Linked DNA regions of Ovis aries: region 2 is linked to region 1. Evidence: chromatin contacts called from public Hi-C data. All regions are on one chromosome and are shown on one strand. The core of a region is the stretch at or near the end of the contact, and the rest is flanking DNA. Distances in the headings are between cores, read along the strand shown. Region 1 holds the start of PELI2 (pellino E3 ubiquitin protein ligase family member 2). Region 2 overlaps PELI2 (pellino E3 ubiquitin protein ligase family member 2).

Region 1 (3,864 bases), core at 530-3,029:
GGAGAGAGGGGGTAATTGTAGCCTAGAGAGCAGTAGCAGCAACAGAACAAGCCTAGAGAAGTTAGGATGACAAAGCCAGGTACTATAATAACCGGAGACTTCATAACCACAGCATGATTCTGATAGATCTTTGCTAGTCACACATCTATATGGTAAGTAGGAGCATAGAGTAGATAGATGAAGACTACATTAATTAGGCAGAGAAATTCAGACAGAAATTCACACCAAGACTCTAGTGATGAGAAAGCATTCAACCCTTTAGTGAAGGATTGTTGGTTAAAACTAATAATACACACACAGATGTGTTACAGAGGATATGTAAAATATGCAGGATAGCTGTGTGCAGTTGAAGTAAAGAAATTTTATACTTAGGTGAAGTTGTTTAAAATTTGTGTGTGTGTGTGTGTTTACCAATGGTGTAGCTTTAGTTACTTTGAAACAATTTAATTCCAAAGCCCCAATTAAAAAAAAATTAGTCACTAACTGAAGTAAAATTTCCTGCAGATCATGTCACTGTAGCAATAACCTATCAGAGAATGTTAGACAAAGGCTACTGAACAGCACAATGAAAGGTTATCGCAATTGTGATGAAATTTTTTTTCCCTAGTCCTTTACTTAGGGTGATAGCCAACCAGCCAGTGTTTATACATAGGGTTTGCAATATGTATTTAAATATTTAACAATCTTGAGAGGCAGTGACTGACAATAACATGCAGTGCCCAGTATGAGTGCTTAATAAGTGGTAAAACAAAATACTGCATGATGAGAAACAGCAGTCAGTAAATCTATTATACTCTAAAATATTTCAAAGCCTAGTAACTATTTAGAAACGCATAAAAAAGCAAACATAATGTGTTGGCTAAATTAGGATAATAAAGGAAACTTTATATTCACTAAAAAGTTTACTCAGATAATTTTCTTTTAAATTGCTTAGGGGATTGAGAGAAGGTATGGGAAAGGGGAGAGCGTATGGATTAAAATCACACACACAACTTTTTTTTGAACCACGTGGAAGTCTGCTGACGACAGACCGGGATGTTACATCCTGCACAATGGAGGGGTGCTCCAAGCGCCTTCAAAACTCCCTCTAATTCAGTGCCAACTGGCAAAGCCCTCCAAATTTCTAGACTTCTTCAAGCTTTAAAGGACTGGGTTTCGGAAGAGGAGGCTCCTGGTGCGCGTGTGGAACACCTCCGAAAGTGTGCCGCGACACGGTGACACCGGGAAAGCTAATGCTCCCATATCCGGAGAGCAGGTTCTTTATTTACAGCTAGTTAACCCGAGGAAACTAAGTTAGGCTTGGGAACCTAAACCGCCGTGCTTCCGGGGACCCTGCGCAGCCTTCCGCCGCTGGAGAACTCGGCGACCAGGGCTGAGGTGCCCGCGCCGTTAAGTTTGGGGAAGGAAGCGAGAGAGGAAAAAAAAATAGAGCTGCTCCTTTAAGAACTTCCTTTCCCTTTTACTCTATGTTTACATAACACGGGGGCGAGCCGCCGCTGGGCCCGAGGGGGGCGGGGAGTGGACCCGGGCCGCCCCACGCGCCGGGGGAGGGGGCGCCGGGTGGGCGGAGGGCTGCGGGCGTCTCGCGGAGGGCGGGGCGGCTCCCACCTGCCCGCGCGCGGGCGGGGCGCCTCTGCGGCCGGCCCCCGCCCCTCCCCCGCCCGCTGCCCCCGCCCCTCCCGGGCTCGCTCGCTCCCTCCTTTCCTCCCTCCCGCGGGGCTTCGGCGGCGGCGGCGGCTGCGGCGCTTCGCGCGGTGGGTCTCCCTGCTGCCCAGTCCCATTTGTTGCCGAGTCCAGCTCGGGGCAGCCGCGGCGCGCGGAGCTCTTAGAGAGCCCGGCAGGGCAGCCACGCAGCCACGACGGAGCAGCCGCGGGACTGGCCGCCCCGCGCCCCCTTCGCCGCCGTGCCCTTCCCCGGCGCACTCACTCCCTTCTCGGGATGGGATTGTAGCGGCGGCGCGGACTCGGCGGGGATCGCGGCGGAGGCGGCGGCGGCGGCGGCGGCCGAGCAGGGCTCCATGTTTTCCCCCAGCCAGGAGGAGCACTGCGCCCCCAATAAGGAGCCCGTGAAATACGGGGAGCTGGTGGTACTGGGGTGAGTCCGGGGATCCCCGACCAGGGGAGCTTGGGGGCGGGCAGCAAGCGCTCCGGGTTGGGTGGCCGCCGCGCACCCACATCCCGGAGCAGGGCCATCGGGGTGGTTTGGGGGTTCTCTGGCCATCGGTAGGGCGCTTGGGCCGGTAGAGCGTCTCGGAGGGCTGGGACCGCGGGAGTGGGGGTGGGATGCCCCGATCCGCGCGCGCGGGTCGCTGCGGGCACAGGGATGCGCTATCCGCGCCGAGGACGGTGGCGAGGGAAGTGGCGGAGCGCGGTCAGCCCGGGGCGAAGGCAGCGGCGGGGACTGGGGCGACCTCGGAGCCCCGCGGGGCGTAGCGTTCGGGGGCTAAGTCCTTGGCATTACCGCGGGGGCAGAGGCTCGACTTCCCCGCGTGCCCCTGGCCGGGTGTCGGGGATAGGGACCAGGGTTGAAGCACAGCCGTCGTGGGCACCTCGCGGTGTCCGAGGACTACCCCTCCACCTTGGCGAAACTGAGAGGCCCCCAGGGTCCCTCTGCTCCCTCTTATTGTGAGCCCCGGGCCCGGAACTCCAGGCGCGGCACCGGCGGCTCTGCGCTGCGGGCAGTGGGATCCGAGCGAGGGGCGTCCGCGGGCAGCGCCTTGCATATTGTTATGGTGACCGCCGCAGCAGCCGCAGCCCCAGGGCAGTGAACTGTCTGCGACCCGGGCGGCCGGGCCGGCCCTCGGCTCTCTCCGCCGGGAGTGTCGTGGAGCCGGCAGGAAAGCCGCTGCACCCGCCCGGGCTCCGGGGCGCGCGGGGCTGCATCCTCTCTGTCCCTCGGTCCTGGGATTTGGCCTCGCAGATGTCCTCCCAGCGGCGGGGAGCTCGCCATCCTCGCTTGCCTCTGCTCCCTCTCGGCTTGTGAAAACCACATTCTGAAGATAGTAATTATCTACAATCTTTAAACGGCAGCAATTAGAGACTTCATCTACTTCCTGAGTTTCCTTGTGACATTTCTATTGTTTACCCTTAATAAGCCTGGAGAGAGGCTTCGCTGGGATTAAAGCAGGATAAAGTGGGCAGTGAAAGGGGAGCGGAATGGGGTGGGGAAGTGCGGTAAATTCGGGAAAAGGAGCAACTTGGGTTTAGCCTTGAAGGAGAAAAGAGAAAGGATTATTTTTCCCTTTGGATCTGTCACTCTCGGAAACCCGCGCTTTTGTCCTCCTCTCTTGAAAGACTTGTGTTCTGAACATTAGGGGTGCTGAAAGGTAGGCTTAGTACACGTGTGAAGAGTCATGGGTATGGAAGAACTCAGGGCACTCTGAAAAATGTGTTTTGATAACTGAATACCTTGAAGTAAGTGCCGGCTTAAAGATAATTTTAAAGCGAGGAATTTTTAAGAGAAGCTTCCAGACACAGCCCAGCTCAAAGTTGTCCAGTTTGGCGTACTTTGTAGCTACAGTGTTAGGTGGAGTATCATTGGAAAGCTCATTTACCTATTTGGAAGCTGTTTCAGATAAGCATTTTTCTCACCTGCATCTAATTGAACGTAAAAGACAAACATCAAGATTCAGTGGAAGGAGAGAGGACTGGCAGGCAAAAAGCTAGAGTTTAGCTTGTATTATGTAACCTCAGCCCAGCCTAATTTTGTGCAGTTTGGTTTTGTTTGTGTGGCTGGCTTCAAAGTATGTTTAACATTGTGAACCTGACACGAAAGATTAACTTAGGCCAGGACTTTATTTCATTATTTCCTTTTGAGGAAATAGTCGTTGAGATGTTTCATGAAAGCAGGGTGTGAGTGGGTCT
Region 2 (3,810 bases), core at 1,015-3,514, 110 kb after region 1:
TGCCTGAGTCTGCATACATTTGATGATAGTTTTTCAATGAATACAGTTAGGCAGTTATAAACCAATTGTAAATTGCATTCATTTTCATCTAATTTAGAGGGAAGAAAGGAATAAAACTCTGCAGGGAGGGGCCATGTTCAGACTCCACTGCTATCAGAATTCATGACATTGAGGCTCAGTGTTGTGGCTCCTCTGAAAAGCTAATTCAGTTTCTTTAGGCATCGACTTACCCAGCAGACAGTTGGCTCCCTGCCATGAGCTGTTGACAGTTATTGCTTCTTCCGAGGCTGATTAGCATGCAGTGTTACAATGTCCTGAAGAATCATTTTGCTTACCTATATAATAATTTAAGGGTTTAATCATTTCCAAACATGTCCTAAGTTATTCAGTCCTTTGTCAGCATCTCATTTCAGCTCGGTTTTTTTCTTCTTTTTTTTTTTTTTTTTAAAGCATCTGCTGTAGGTGTAATAGCGTGTTAATACATTAAGAAAAGTGTTCCAAATAGGTGGTTATTTCTAGTAATAGAATTCTTTCCATTCTTTTGCTGCTTTATAGTTTCGCATACACCTCACTCGATGGCGATAAAGAAATATAAGCAGTGTATCTTCCCTTTTTGCAGATGAGGCAGATGAGGCCTGGAGAGCATGTATGTGCTGTAGGTCAGCCTGCAACCCAGCAAGTCCTTCTACACCAGTAAGCTGACCAGACTAGATTTGTGCTGTGTCGTTATGGGAAGAGGAGGATATTCCTGGCTTTGGAGAGAATGTGTCTAGCCTGGCCAGGGCTCCACTGGCGGCTACCACTTTGAGTGACAGCTGAGGCCTGGACCATGCCTCCTTGCCCCACCCCCCAGCCCTGCTGCCTCAGGAAAGCCTTTCACACATGCCATTTCTGACATTTGTATTAAAGAAAACACTTGATACTCTTTGATTCTGCTCCACGCTGAAAGCTAGACGTATATTTCACTACAGGAAAAACAAAACGAAAAGCATGTAATAGAAAAAAGGCAATTTATACATTTTATCATCGCCTAACCTTTGAGGCTTGAACATTCTGGCAGCCATCTCTCTATTCTCTTTTATTGTGCTCTTTTGGTCTAATGTGGAGGCATTTCCTCTTGGTAGGCTTCCCTCTCCTCTTGGCATGCCCTTTACATCCCCGTCTTGCATGTCTTTCAGGGAACATGATTGGTGTTCTCAAGCCCTTGCTCAGTTAGCTAATAAAGAGCTCCTGCTTATTAAGGGTCATTTGTCCAGCAAGCACTTGGCTGAGCAGGTCTCAGAGGGCATCTCGTATAATTCATTCTAGCCACCCCATCACTTGGTGTTCTAACACATCCCCATTTTGTATCCCCAACCCCGTCCCCCCCCCCCAAAAAAAGTGTGTTGTCAAGAAACCTGCTCAGTATCACACAGCTAGTAAGTGACAAAGCTGGGATTCACCTGTTCTGTCTGCCACCAGAGCCGGTGGTCTGATAACACAGACAGACTGATGGTGTCCCTGCCTGTGGCCGGTTCAGCAGCTGTGTGCTCTTATTATTTTGTGGGACATCTCCTTTCACAGAATGTAATCTGGGCTGTCTGTTTTAATAGCTAGCTGATTTTGTATTTGAGTTTTTTGTTGTTGCTGGCTTAATAGCTGCCTGATTTTGCACTTAAAGATTTTCCCTTATTCGGATTCTCAAAATTAGTCTAGTGTTTAAAACATAAGCCAAGAATCTCATTTTCTTCTTATTTATATCTTTATGGTTGCAGAGCAGAGAAGTTTGCTTAGGTGGATCTTGTGTAACAAAAATAATTGGTTGTTGGAATCCACATTGCTGCTTTCTTAATTGTTGCCCATTTGGACGTATTTGAGGACTGCATAGAAACCTTCTGTTGTATAGAAGTTTGTGTTTTGTGACAAATTTTAAGGCTAATTTACTGCTGCCTACTCTTGTACCTCCTAGAAGTTTTCCTTTATTTTTCTCCCCAGAGATGGAAATGTTATTCTGCTTTGTGGGTAATACATTCAGAAAATCAGATCCGTTTGTGTATGTGAGAGAGAGAGAGAGAGAGAGGGAAGAGAGGGCAGGGAGAGAAAAGAAGAAAGAGGAGGAGGAAGAAGAAGGAGAAGAGAAAGAGGAAGAAGAGTTAGGGAGAGAGGGAAGCAGACAGGATTTGATTTGCAAGATTATACACTCAGCTACCAAAAGCTGTTGGTCTGAAGCCGTATCTGTAGTGTTCAGTATGATTCACACACAGAAAATGTGGTCACAATTAAATGTGATGAGAGTTTAGTTCTCAAGGATGACGTATATGAAGAGGGTGGTTATGTCATGCTGTGAGCGTATTAAAGCAGCTGACAACATTCTTGTGCTGCTTTTGCCTGGACTTACAGGATGCCTGGTTCTTAACACTTTCTTGAGCATGACCAGGTTGACGGTCCTCTTTTCCCTTTACCTTCTTTACTAATAGTAAGCAGATTCCTAAGAAGTGAAGGTGTATTCAGACACAAGCCATTTGGCGTATCCTTGTCTCTTAATTCTTCGTAGATTTTTTTCATGAATGTTAACTTTGCCCAAAGTTGGAAACTGTGTTCAACTCTAGTTCAACATTCTGGCTGTTTCCAGTGTCCAGGCCCCTTTTATCATCCTTTTCCTCCTCCAGTAGCTACTAGATGATCTGTTTTGCCCCTTAGCGCTCAGCTCCCACAGCTGCCTCTCACCTTCTGCAGCCACCTCTCCATCAGCTGGAAGCAGCCTGCAGCAGTCAGGATCAGCAAGGAAGCCACCCAGGGGTCTGGGAGCTGCCAGATGCTACACGGGGATCCTCAGCCCTACTCCCAGGGCTCATTTGTTGTTTTTAGACTCTTAGCTGACTGATTATTCCAGTAGATGGGGAAAATTATACTGCGATTGGCAAACTAAAGAGTGACCCAGCTCACCTTTGTTTAATCCAGCTGCATTTATTTGTCTATTTCTGTGTCCTAGTGCCCTGCCCTCTTCCTCTTCAGGTGTGAGACCACTGACATCCTCACAGAAAGTGCCCCTTGTTGTGTCTTTAAGGGACACAGGCTCTTTAAAAAAGCTTGGATTGAAAAACCTGCTGCATAAAATATTACTTAAGGGTTCTGCTAATGCTTTTCACTCTGTATAATCGGCTCCAGTTTCATCCATCTCATCAGAATGTCCTGGCAGAGAACATTGGGGTACATGTGTCTCTTTCTATTTGCAACTTTTAAGGACACTGTTCTCCATAGTGGCTGCTAGTTTGCAGTTGCTGATGTTGAGCATCTTTTCTAATGAGGGGTACCTGCAGATGTGTTCCTGATGCTGGCCGCCTGTGATGGAGCAGCGTCACCAGCGCGGGGGCAACGGCAGTGGGCCGCGTGCCTGCAATGATGGTTTCATTCTCTGCAGCTCGGAAGGCAGATTAATTTCATTTGTGCACAGGCACACAGGCAGGGAAGTGTTCTACGGTTTGACACAGATGACAGTCTGGCTGGAAGCTAGCAATTGGGGGGAAAATAGCTGAAAACAAAATGATAGTTTTGAAGGCAACATAGTTACAAGACCCAGTATGTATTTATCATTTTCTTCGGAAAATCAAAATTGTCACCATGGAAAAAGCACCTAGAAACCAAGCAGTGCCCTTGCCCTCCCTGTGTTTTAGCATTTATGTAGCAGTTTGTATAGAAGGACACTTGTATAAAGTGATTCTAGTATGGTTGGTTAATTTTGCCAAAACCATGAGATGAAACAATTAGTATGTTTGCTCTTTTTGATTTGAAAATGTTAAGAGTATCTCAGTGTAAAGTAGGGGTGGGGGA

Evidence for each region. A called contact is a pair of places that touch in the nucleus more often than the background predicts.
Region 2: a contact with region 1 is called in a Hi-C map of tail adipose tissue, with 4 times the contacts expected there. The contact joins the enhancer-like site here to the promoter of PELI2 in region 1. A contact is called at or near these places in 5 of 16 Hi-C or Micro-C datasets (hypothalamus, muscle, omental adipose tissue and 2 more).

What each region holds. Positions count from the first base shown.
Region 1 is chr7:66,604,133-66,607,996 of ARS-UI_Ramb_v3.0, forward strand. PELI2 (pellino E3 ubiquitin protein ligase family member 2) reads left to right here and starts at 1,780. Exons shown (of 5, transcript XM_042252565.1): 1 at 1,780-2,095. The coding sequence starts at 2,019.
Region 2 is chr7:66,710,752-66,714,561 of ARS-UI_Ramb_v3.0, forward strand. The region is part of intron 2 of PELI2 (pellino E3 ubiquitin protein ligase family member 2); the gene reads left to right. Among named protein-coding and RNA genes, the nearest start is that of PELI2, 110 kb to the left of the region's middle. Within about 2 kb of position 2,265, at least 4 of the 54 cell types and tissues checked have an H3K27ac peak or open chromatin away from gene starts, as enhancers often do.